2 separate regions of the Mus musculus genome follow, and region 1 is linked to region 2. Evidence: chromatin contacts called from public HiChIP or PLAC-seq data. All regions are on one chromosome and are shown on one strand. The core of a region is the stretch at or near the end of the contact, and the rest is flanking DNA. Distances in the headings are between cores, read along the strand shown. Region 1 holds the start of Tifa (TRAF-interacting protein with forkhead-associated domain). Region 2 overlaps Zgrf1 (zinc finger, GRF-type containing 1).

Evidence for each region. HiChIP or PLAC-seq counts read pairs in DNA pulled down with a chosen protein or histone mark.
Region 1: an H3K4me3 HiChIP or PLAC-seq map of bone marrow-derived macrophages shows a contact between it and region 2, with 4 times the contacts expected there. The contact joins the promoter of Tifa here to the enhancer-like site in region 2. A contact is called at or near these places in 16 of 39 promoter capture datasets (the 3T3-L1 cell line, 3T3-L1-derived adipocytes, the C10 cell line and 11 more), 1 of 484 Hi-C or Micro-C datasets (bone marrow-derived macrophages), 7 of 115 datasets of contacts at active chromatin or transcription factors (the 230-238 cell line, bone marrow-derived dendritic cells, bone marrow-derived macrophages and 4 more) and 3 of 9 other capture datasets (adipose tissue, liver and macrophages).

What each region holds. Positions count from the first base shown.
Region 1 is chr3:127,788,600-127,794,658 of GRCm38.p6, reverse strand. It overlaps Tifa (TRAF-interacting protein with forkhead-associated domain), which reads right to left and starts at 4,787. Exons shown (of 3, transcript NM_145133.4): 1 at 4,488-4,787; 2 at 3,130-3,186.
Region 2 is chr3:127,581,288-127,587,467 of GRCm38.p6, reverse strand. It overlaps Zgrf1 (zinc finger, GRF-type containing 1), which reads right to left. Exons shown (of 26, transcript NM_197997.2): 9 at 5,899-6,022; 10 at 3,298-3,884; 11 at 2,674-2,812; 12 at 1,265-1,449. Among named protein-coding and RNA genes, the nearest start is that of Zgrf1, 31 kb to the right of the region's middle. Within about 2 kb of position 1,262, at least 1 of the 459 cell types and tissues checked has an H3K27ac peak or open chromatin away from gene starts, as enhancers often do. A contact at or near this core is called in bone marrow-derived macrophages, where this site is marked.

The sequences.
Region 1 (6,059 bases), core at 3,538-6,037, 200 kb before region 2:
GCCTTGTACTCTACTGTTTTTCTTGACAGGGTGGTTTTCTTGATAGTGGTTTGAATGGGAATGGTCCCATAGACTCCGATGTTTCAATATTTGGTCTCCAGTTGGTGGAATTGTATAGAACTGATTAGGGAGTGTGGCCCTGTTAGAGGAGGTCTAGAGATGGAGGGTTTTGAGGTTTCAAAAGCTTACTCTGTTCCCAGTTAATTCTCACCGCTTGGCGGTTTTGCTTCAGTGTGAGGTGCCATGCCAAGCACCCTCACCTGCTGCCATGGTCCTCACGATGAAGGCACGGACTCTATCCCTCTGAGACTGCAATCCCCAGCTAAACTCTGTCTTATATATGGAAGCCTAGGTCATGGAGTCGCATCCCAGCAATAGAAATGAACTAAGACCGAGTCTCAGTATCTAGGCCACTTCGTTCTTCCCCCTCATACCCAGGGCTGTCTGCTTTTCAGACATTATTTTTCTCTCTTTTACAAAGTTGTGCTGCTAAAACCAAGCTGCATGTATTTATCCCATAAATGACCGCCAAGCAAAATGTCTTTCGTTAACTTAGACATTAATCTTTAACTTTTGTTTTGTTTTGTTTTGTTTTTTTGAGACAGGGTTGCTCCGTATAGCTCTGGCTGTCCTGGAACTCACTTTGTAGACCAGGCTGGCCTCAAAATGAACTCAGAAATCCGCCTGCCTCTGCCTCCCAAGTGCTGGGATCAAAGGCGTGCGCCACCACGCCCAGCTAATCTTTAATTTTAATTTTTCATCCCTATCTCTTGGACTTTATTGCAGTACACTGAGCAAGGTAAGGTAAGAGATCCTCCAGTGTAAGTTAGAAATAAATAAATAAAAACCAGCAAAAGGGATCCTCACAGTCTCGGGCCAAACATGGCAAAAACAATTGAAACAAAAGCCAGCAAGAACTAACTACCATGCAGTGGGTGGAACTGACTAAACCAGTTTATGCTGTCATTTGAATACACTTTCATTATGATGATCGAGTCTCATGATTCAAGAAGCAGACAGCATGAATGAGAGTAATTACGCTACGTTATGCAATGATACAACTAGCAATTTATTAAAAAATTATTTGATGTTTTGAATCTTGGGAGACATCCACTTCCCATCTATATTCCCAGTTTGTTTAAAAGATGTATACAGGAGCCGGGCGTGGTGGCGCATGCCTTTAGTCCCAGCACTCAGGAGGCAGAGACAGGCGGATTTCTGAGTTCGAGGCCAGCCTGGTCTACAAAGAGAGTTCCAGGACAACTAGGGCTATACAGAGAAACCCTGTCTCAAGAAACCAAAAAAAGAAAAAAAAAATCTATAAAATAAAACTGAAAGTAAGAATGTCAGGATAAAATGAGGAACTTGGAAAATGGCTCAGTTGGTAAAGCATTTGCCTTGCCAGTTGGAGGACTGTGCCTAGATCCCTGCCAAGTGAGTTGCGCTCCCAGCCCCCAGCAGATGCTTTCCTGTGCGAGAGACCCTGGGTTCACTCTCGCTCAAAGGTCTTTCTCTGGGGCAGAGAGAAGGATTAGAGGGTAAAGGTGCTTTTGCACAAGGCTGGTAATCCGAGTTAAGTCTCTGGAGCCTACATAGAAACTGAGAAAGCTAGCGGGGCGTGGTGGCGCATGCCTTTAATCCCAGCACTCGGGAGGCAGAGGCAGGCGGATTTTTGAGTTCAAGGCCAGCCTGGTCTACAAAGTGAGTTCCAGGACAGCCAGGGCTACACAGAGAAACCCTGCCTCGAAAAAAAAAAAAAAAAAAGAAGAAGAACCACTATTCCAGTCTGAGTGTCAGAGTGTCAGAGGTGAGTCCTTGTGATTCTTGAGGCTATGCTATGTTACTCCACTCTAGGCTGAGAAACTCATTCACCTCTCAGGAGGATGAAATGGCCACAAACTCTGACAGTTAGAAGGGTTTCTGCTTATGGTGCCTTTCCTGTGTCAGGCAGGGTGCTGGGTCCTTTGCTTGTGCCATCCCAGCTCATCTTCAGAATAGCTCCATGAACGACCCCTTTACAGGTGAGAGAGATGGAGCTAGGTAGAATGTAAAGAGTGGGTTCCGCTCCAAAACAAGGTGCCAAGGCCAGGGTCCAGACCCCAAGGCACTGTCTCTTAGCACTCCACAAACTGCCTCCCTTCCAGGGTTCACAGTTATACTTTGCAAACTATAGAAGTTAAGAGAAGGAGGGGGCTCAGATGCATGTGCTATAGCCAGCGAGCTGTGAACCTGGACCCCACACCACTGTTAAGGAGGGAAGTGTGGCTGCCTGCACTGCCTCATAAGAGGATGTGAACCAAAGCATTGGCTTGCTGCAAAAGCTGATCACCCTTACTCCTGCATAGGAGCACAGGCCTACCATTCACTGGCAAGTCTGCTGGTTGGTTGGAGAGTGGAGAAGGCAGATAACTAATCTGTTAACTTCCAGAGGCCCAAGGACCTTCTACAAAGTAGCTTGAACCCTTGGCACTTCAGTATTCAGTAGAAAAACAGAAATGAATAATTAACATAACAAATTTAAGAGTAGTAGTTGTTTTTTGTTTGTTTGTTTGGTTGGTTTTTAAGCCACTGGTGTGTAGAGGCTCAACAAAAGTTTTTTTAATTCTGCTAGTTTTAAATACCAAATACACAGAAGGCCAACAGACTGCAGTAGTAACCATGTTTGTCTTGGGAAGGGGAACCAAAGGGCCAGGAGAAGAGAGATTTCTCAGGGCACACCAGGTACAGGAAGATCTGTTCAAATATCTAACAATTTTTTTTTCTTTACAAAACCCATAAGCCATCATATTTTTGTGGAATAAAATAGAATTAGCGATAGTAAAGTATCATTTGGCAATGCGTGTGTTACACAGTATATTACTCTGTTATCTGACATCACAAAGTTGTCAAACATGAACATCTGGGGAACAGTAATAATCGGTTAACAAAGAAACTATTATAGAACAAGGAAAGAGAGGAAATGAAAAGCTACAGACAGGAGCCAAAGGCATGGCTCTTCACCCCCCCCTACACACACACACACACACACACACACACACACACACACACACACAATTCCTCCAACCCCCCCCCCCCCAACTCTCCAGGCTTAACCCTTTGCGTGCTGGATACCAAGATGCACACACTCACCTGAGAGTCTTCCAGTGGCCACAGCTAGATCAGGACTCCTGAGCCTTGTCTCCTCTCCTGGGAGAAAAAAGAGGGGTCTGTGTCGGTGTGTTAGGTACACCGCAGCACTGACAACCCAGCTGCGCACGCGGGACAAGCTGCTCCTAACTGACCCCTGTGTCCTGTGAAACCAGTGAAGGACTACCGGGCTTTGTTTTTGCACAAGGCTGATTGGTTGCAAATACCACAGATGAGAAGCTACGCAGAGATGTTTTTACTAAAATGAGCCAGGTGTCCAAACGGTTTAAAGGGAAGTTTGCACGGCTCCCCTGGGTAGGGGTCACGCATGCCATCAAGGTTTCTCACGTTTTTAGAATTTGCTGTAAATGGAGGTTCCTCTGAGTCGATATGCTAGCGATTGTGATTACAAGAAGGGAGTTTTTATTTTTGCAAAAAAGCTTCTCTTCTTGACAAACACCCGACACCGAGCTGGCAGAAGGGGAAGAGAAACTTGGAAGAAACAAAAGATAATTTTACTCTCTTGCCCAACTCCCTCAGTTGCCATGGCCCCACCGGGTGTCTTAGAAGACATTTGTCCGCGAATTTTACACCAAAGCAGACCTGCACTGCCGACTCAGCAGCCTTTCTGGTTCCCAATCTTTCAGAGAGAGTGGGGGCAACCAAGTACGGAGAGGAGAGCGTCAGGCAAGCTCAGCGCTTTCCAGCGTTGGCGATTCTCGCTCTGCCCACCCTCCACTTCTTATCCCCACCCCGGCCCCACTCCCCTCCCTGGCCGCGGACCCCCCACGGAGCCTCTCCCAGCAACCGGATGCGAATCCTCTGGGAAAATTGGAAAATCCCGGATCACAACGACGCTGGGCTTTCCTGTGACCCGGCTACGGCCGGGAGGTGGGTCTGGAAGAGGCTTGTGCACTCCGGACTGGGATATTTCCCAAGTTCAATAACAGCATGTGACGGCGGGGGACCGGGATGTCGGCTAGTGAGCCAGAATGCACAAGCGGCATCCTTCTAGTTTCCGATTGGATGAAAAGTTTGCAAGAATAGGAGAGGAAAGACATACACACACACCGCTCCCCTCCCCCAGTATTGTTCGGTTCCTCCCTTATTTTATAAAGATCACGTATTTCATAAGCTTAAGATCGCGCTGGCTATATATTTTTTCAACCTTTCCTTAGTATATAGTGCAAGACTGCCTGTAAACCAAGCCAAGGAGAGAGAGAGCGAGAGCGAGGGAGAGGGAGAGGGAGGGAGGGAGGGAGGGAGGGAGAGAGAGAGAGAGAGAGAGAGAGAGAGAGAGAGAGAGAAGCAGGCAAGCGACAGTCCCCCACTCTCAAGCTAAACAGGTGACCAATAGGTACCTGGGGACTTGGAGGTCCGTGAGTCTTGCGGAGCCTTCTGGTGGAAGCCTGGGGATAGGGGTGGGGGTGGGGGACCGTCGCTGCCAGCGCCGTGGGAGCTCGAGGAATCCGCAGGTCGCTGGTCCTCCCACGCCACCGAGCCTCCCACGGGCGCGCCAAGAGCGGCCTCGCGCGAGTGACCTCGGCAAAGCCCTTGCCGGGAGGAAAGCCCCGCAGAGCCAGGCAAGAGGCTGCCGCCGCCGTCCAGCCCTTTTCCACAGGAAGCCCTGCCCCCTGTCGCCTCTCTGAGGTCTCCTGACTGACCGGGTTTGAGTCGCCGGGCACCCGGGGCGACCGCACCTTCTCCAACAAGAGGCAGCTCTAGATGGCATGTGACCCGGGAGCTGGGCTTTGAGAAGAAAGGAACTGGGTCGGTTCCAGATTAAGAGCTGCTGTGGGGTGGTGGACCAGCAGGCAGTTGGAGGACTCGTTGGGGACCCTAAGAATGTGCGCCTGATCTCGGGCCTTGGGAGGCAGTGGCTACTCTCTGCTCAACCCGAGGCGTGGGGAGCGGATGAGAGTCCAGCCAGACAGGATTGGAACCTTCCTCGGGATGCTGCCACCCTGCGCACAAGCCGTCCAGAAGCCTCCTCACCTGTCACTTCCGGCTAACCAACCTTTCTTCGCCCAACACCTAGTGCTGAGTGGTGACAGGGGCAACAGCCTCGTGAGGGTCTTTCAGAGGACCGACTGGATACCCGGACACTAATTTCCGAAGTTCAAGGAGGTTGGGATGGAAATACAGAAGGCAGCTGTGGAGAGAGGTAGGAGAGGGCTTCTATTTAGGGAGAAGAGCGATGGAGAGCAGAGCGAAGAGAACCAGAGTGACTGTAGAAGTTGCCAAGGATGTTCTAGTTGTCCGTTCCGTCGTCCCCTCTGCTTGGGAACCTGAATAGCAATTCCCACAGTCTTTCCATGGAAACTGTTTATTTGTCTGGACTCTGTCCTTAATGTCAGGGGAGGTAGGTCTTTTTCTGGGACAATAAAATGATGTGGCTTCTGCACTGTTGTCAGTCTACTGGAGGGCCTCCCCCCCCCCCCCAATTCTGCTGGGAAGCCTCGGCTGGGAAAGGACTTAAGTACATTTAAGTGAGGCAGATTCCAGTAAGGGATGTAATTTCGTTGGTTAATGATCAACGTTTATTATTCCTTCTTGGAAGAAGAGACAGCCACGGAATCTTCTTTCGATTGAGCTGTATCAAAGCAGGTACAAGATAAGACATTGCCAAGTGATTGTGCCAAATAAACCCAGGCAATAAAGTAACATAAAAATCGGAGTTTCTGCTCTCAGATCTCTTTCTTGTTAACGGTTTTCTTTTTAGACAAGGTTTTGTCATGTAGCTCAGGCTAGCTTCCAAGTCAAGACCCTTCTGCCTCCTGTGAATCCTAGCGTCATGATTGTGCTCCATCTGAACTCTTTAATCTTCAAAGCTGAGTTGAAGAACATGTGAAAAAAATGTGACGAATAAGGGAGTAATAAAGTGATGGACATGGTCAAAGTGCATTAACACAAGTAGAGAAATAACATAGAAA
Region 2 (6,180 bases), core at 13-2,512:
AATAAAAATAAATAAATATTATTGTAAAATGTATTTAAGGGGTTAGAAAGATGGCTCAGTGATTAAGAGAACCTAGATTCAATTCCCAGCACCCACATGGCAACTCACAACGGTCTGTAACTTCAGTTCCAGTGGATGGATCTGACACCCTCACACAGACATACATGCAAGGCAAAACACTAATGTGCAGTCTTAAAAAAATGTATTTAAAAATTAGCCATAAGCCGGGCGTGGTGGCGCATGCCTTTAATCCCAGCACTCGGGAGGCAAAGGCAGGCGGATTTCTGAGTTCGAGGCCAGCCTGGTCTACAAAGTGAGTTCCAGGACAGCCAGGGCTATACAGAGAAACCCTGTCTCGGAAAACCAAAACCAAAACCAAACAAAAAAAAATAGCCATAAATTGTAATGTATTGTTCCCTAGTTAAGTGTCCACTAGACAACTTAACATCTACCAGAAACAACTACTAGCAATATTTTGTATTTTTTTTCTACATATACACACACATACAGGTTTTCTTAAAACAAAGTTCACTAAATGGTGCATTTTATACTCTGTAACCTAACCCTTTTAACAAACAGCATAGCATGAACATGCAAACATGTATCAAGTAATCTTGAAAAGAACACAAAGATGTTGATGGTCATTTATTTTGATCTATGGCCATGTTATTATTTATGAATTCTTGCTTTTGACTTTTTAAAGTCAAATTTACATATTCAACTAATGATGCATACAAATAGTGAAATTATTTTATTGCTATTATAGGCAAAAGCAGTTGTGCAAATGAGTGAAGGCTACCCACATATTACTAACCCTCTTTGTGATGCTAGGAATACACATGAGGTCACCGTGGTTTTCTACTCGCTTGGCCTGTCTAGTGCTGGTACAGCAACTTTCAACCTTCATGTCTTTCTATCTTATTTCAGCATTTTCTAGACCCTGAGGCAGAGGATCCCACTTCTCAGTGCTGACACTGTAGCTTAGGCATATCCTTCCTCTCTTGTGTGTGTCATTCTCTTCACTGTATCTGTTTGCATCCACTACTGTGCTGTGCAGTGAGTTCCTAAGAAGTTTGAAGGCTAACTTTAATTTATATTTTTGTATTCTGGAACACACACAGATCATTTATTCCATTAAAAAGCACTGATTATTGTGTTTATGATTATGTTTATGATTATTAATACCACAAAGAAAACTCATGTCTCAGTGTCCAAGAACCTAAACTATGCATAAGGCACTGTGGGGAGGGAGCAGAAGCAATACCTTATTTGGACCTTCTTTTTTAACCATGACAAGCTTGGCAGGTTGATTATGGTGGCAGGATGGTGAATTATTTTTTCCACTTCTCATTGTCTCTCCTTTTGACGATGTATAAAAGGATATGTCAACTTTGGAAAGTGCTTTGTACAGCCTTTGTGCCAATTCAAACAGCAATATATTCAGATGCTCTACCAAAAAAACAAAAAACAAAACAAACAACTGAAAATTAAATACAAAATTATATTTGTATCAAATGCTGTTTAGTCAATTTGAAAACAGCCTTTTAGCAGTCAATTATAACCCAATACTATAACATCCATTAATTTAAAGATTTATTTTACTTTATGTTTGTGATTCTCTGCATGCATGTAAGCACATCAAATGTGTCCAGTGGCACTGAGATCAAAAGACATTCCCTGGATGCCCTGGAGCCAGAGCTACAGATGGTTGTGCACAGCTAGGTGGGTGTCAGTAATTGAATCTAGGCCCTCTGACAGAGTAATGAGCACTCTAACTACTGAGCCTGAACTCCAACTCGATAACATCCCTTTTGTACTTTAACATTGTCTTAATTTTGCCAAACTGGAACAAAAACAAGACAAAACAAAACAAAACAGCTTCAAAGCCATCCAAATAATGTATCCAATACTGCTGTATTATGTCCTTGTCTATCAGACTCTATTATACTCCCTATAAAGCACGTTTATAGCTGAGCCATCTCTGTAGCCCCTCACTGTAATAGTTCAATACATATAAATACTGTGCTTTTGGAAACCACATCATTTATTTATTTACTTTATTGTAATTGTAGTTTTTGAGACAGGTTTACTGTGTCTCAAACTCTCAAGCTCCTGCAGTCTCCAATGAGCTAGGATAACAGGCGGGTTTTAACAATTAATGTTTCAAAAGGCAAGTTTTGTTCTTATACCTCAAAACATTCAGACCTAATTATTCATCATACTTAAAAGTTTCCATTTAGAAATGACTCGGTGGTTAAGAGCACCGACTGCTCTCCCAGAGGTCTTGAGTTCAATTCCCAGCAACCACATGGTGGCTCACAACCATCTGTAATGGGATCTGATGCCCTCTCCTGGTGTGTCTGAAGAGAGCAATGTTATACTCATATACATGAAATAAATAAATAAATCTTAAAAAAAAAGTTTCCATTTAAATGTAATGGGTTCATTTGCTTCTATCTTAATAAATAAAAGTCAGAACTTAAAAAGTAGTGCGATGTCCCTCTTTTAAAGCTCAGTTTTGATCTAACATTAGAACAAAGGTACTGATAGGTACTAGACATGCAAACCAAATCTCCAGAGGTGACTATGAAAACCCAGAAAGCATTATGCGTTTCTGTAGTTCAATACTCACACCAAGTAATGTCAGTCAGAATAAAAACGTAACAGCCATACCTATGATGGAAGCTGTAAAGACCTGCCTATAGTGAGCAGGAGACTGGAAAACAGCAGGTATGTGAACTTGCCTTTGTGGGAGATAAGCTGATATTATTTTCTGCCCATTTGGGAAGCACAGATCAGAATTATTTATCTCCTGAAATAGAATGAAACCAGATAGAGGCTGAATGACATGACATGACACTTTTAATTCTTTTCATCAGCCTCTTAATATGATTTTGAATATGTTTTACTACAAGTGGATCACATTACATTTCTATTTCTGTCATGAGTAGGATAATGACTCATAGCAAATTTGGAATAGATGTGTGTGCCTTATCTTTAATAATTCAATCAGCAAGATTGATTTGATTGTCAAAAATAAAAACAATCACAGGGAGATCAGTACTGGAAGTCATGGCAGAAAGAGAGATAATAGCTAAAACTTATTAAATACTTTTTATATGGCCAGGACTGCAACCAGAGACTTTCAAATATACAATTCAATATTCATAACTACTGGGAAAGGTGTACGAAACAACTATCTGATCAAAAAGTAAACTGTCTCCAAGCTATAGTGCTTATCTTCTGTTGGAATCCACACAGCACCTGAGGGTGACAACGCACACGAGGAAACCTCACCTGTAGATCTTTGGCTCTGCAGTTCTTGCTGGCAGAGCTTCCTAACACAGTCTCATGTTCCTGAGTCTTGCAAGTCTGATTTAAAGTCAGAGAAAAAGCTTGCTTTCTGGAAACCAAATCCTGCTGCTGTTGATGGAGCAAGCCTTTTATCATCTGCAGGCGCACAGGGTCAACAGAACTTTCACTCTCACTTGTGTGGCTAAAATGCAAGCCAGACACCGCTTCAGCAAAGAGACCCTCGGTCACCTCGCTGGCAAGTCTGTTCGGAGCAGTTGAGTTGCACTGGGGTGGGTTTTGATATTTCAGCCACTTGCTTTGAGTAGAACTCTTAGGAAGCAGTGAAACACCTCCTGGAGTCCCACCCTGGCCCTCAAGTCCAAGGTCGAATGAAAGACCTGACTCTTCACACAGGTTCAACATGGAAGAACCAGAAGGCTCTCGCGCGTCATCATCAATCATGAATGAACAGGGATCTAAGACAGCTGGGCCATCATCAGCTGGCAAAGTGGCAAAGGGAGCTGAGGCTCCACTTAGAAACGGAAACCGTTGGAGGTTCTTACTGTCCTGGAAACCAATGGTTTTCAATCCTGAAAGAAAACATAGTGCTGAGTTAATACAAATGTTCCACCAATCATCACCAGGCTCTCGAAAGCAGTGGGTACAGGCAAGAGCGGACAGTTCCGACTTTCTGTGTAAAATAGAAAATAATGTAAGTCTCTAGCTCCCTCACAAAGTAAATGCTTTAATATCAAAATCTAAAGATTCAAATTTTAATTTATAGATTTGAAGACTCTTATGAAGCTAACAAATATAAGTCCTTCTCTTTCCTTTTATTGAGCTAAGTATCTTTAATAACTCAATTATATTTATAGAACATTCAAAGCATTTAAATCTGAGAAAAGCTGTATCATCCCCATTTTACAGATGAGGTAACAGAGGTCTAGAGTGCAGTTTGTACCAAGTGTCAGTCAAAGAAACCACAGAGTGAATTCATATCTATTCACATTCCTTCTGCAAAACCCAGAGCTCACTTAAAATGTGATTTATGAATTTTATCTTTCACGACAAAAGATTTTTAGCTTTATTTGTAAAATTACCACTTTTTGTGAGCTTTTGTCTAAATGAGTTTTATAATTCCTCCTTTCTATCAGCAGCTATTGGAACAGAGAAATTGCTAAAAAGGTAAAAAGCAGAAATACATTAATGAATCATTAAAACTGCATAGGATTTAATACATTATTAAAGTTTTATCTAAAAATATTACAGATTCTTTAATAGTTGACACAGTCTATTTCATAGGAAATAAATTTTGATGATCACTTGGGTAGTATAGCAGTGAGCCAAAGAATATTCTTTGTTGAAGTATTAGGGGATAATCCAAAACTGAATTAAGAAACGGTGACAGAAGCAGGCAATGGTGGCGCACGCCTTTAATCCCAGCACTTGGGAGGCAGAGGCAGGCGGATTTCTGAGTTTGAGGCCAGCCTGGTCTACAAAGTGAGTTCCAGGACAGCCAGGGCTACACAGAGAAACCCTGTCTCGAAAAACCAAAAACAAACAAACAAACAAAAAAAAACCAAACTAAACCAAATCAAACCAAAACAAAAAACAAAACAAAAAAAGAAACGGTGACAGAAATAAAACTCTATTACAGAGCTAAGACCCATCCCTGTGAAAACCCCTTCCACTCCACTACCGCTTGACTGCGTTCAGAGGATGCTCTTCTATACACTCCCCTCCCTTGCCCCAGGTAGTCCAAGCTAGGCTTCAAGTACTGATCCGCCTGCCTTGTCTCTTGAGTGCTGGGATTACAAGAACCCCACCTCATACCCACCCCATTCACATCTCCTCCTACCCTGCCCCCTTTTCTTTCTTCTTCTTTTTTTTTTTTTTTTTTTTTTTTTTGCCTCAATCAGACACAACCATTAAGCCATCTCTAGTTCAACTACTGATTTACATTAAATTATTTCTTTTTTTTTTTTTTGGTTTTTCGAGACAGGGTTTCTCTGTATAGTCCTGGCTGTCCTGGAACTCACTCTGTAGACCAGGCTGTCCTCAAACTCAGAAATTCGCCTGCCTCTGCCTCCCAAGTGCTGGGATTAAAGGCGTGCGCCACCACACCCGGCTTATTTCTTTTTTTATATTAATCATCCACTCACAACCAAGAAAACATCAATCACCAAACCTAACTTCAGATTAAGAAAAAAAAATACATCAATGAAACTATCAGAAAACAGCAGTTAGTGGGAAGAGATTCTATTGAATAAAATACTTTTCAAGAAGCAGAAAAGTCCAAATGGCCTGAGAGGAGGCTGGAGGAGAGCAGTCACTGAGCAGTTCCTGACACTGCCAGCTGCCCACAGCAGCGATGAAAAGGTTACACAAGGTCAACCAGAAGTACTGACAGCGGACGGGAAGGTAGGTAGGGACCCTTTCAGAGGCAGTGAAGAGACAGACAGCTGAGAAGGAAGCAACAACTAGAAGAGGTGCACTTGGGAAAGCATCCAGGACAGAAAAAGTCCAAGGGAAGAGACAGCGGGTTCCCTGCCATCCATAGCCCAGCACACTCTCACAGATAATGGCTGAGAAAGTGAAGGTCACCAGGGAGAGTTCTTGTTTTCAGAGACTCCTCAGAGAGCTCAAGCACAGTGTCTTCATTTCTTGTGTTGAAAGAAAAAGTAGGTGCAGGGCTCAATGCAGGGATCTTTTGTTCTGGAGAAATCACCTGTCCAGAAAAAAGAAAATCACTATCTAAAATGTTCTCATGCTTCGTTTTCTATTAGTTTGACTTCCGAGAACCTCCAGAAGTAACTATCCAAGCACAGTGGGAGCAAAGAACTATAAAATTTTCACAAAAAAGCAAGGAAAGGAAAAAACTTACTA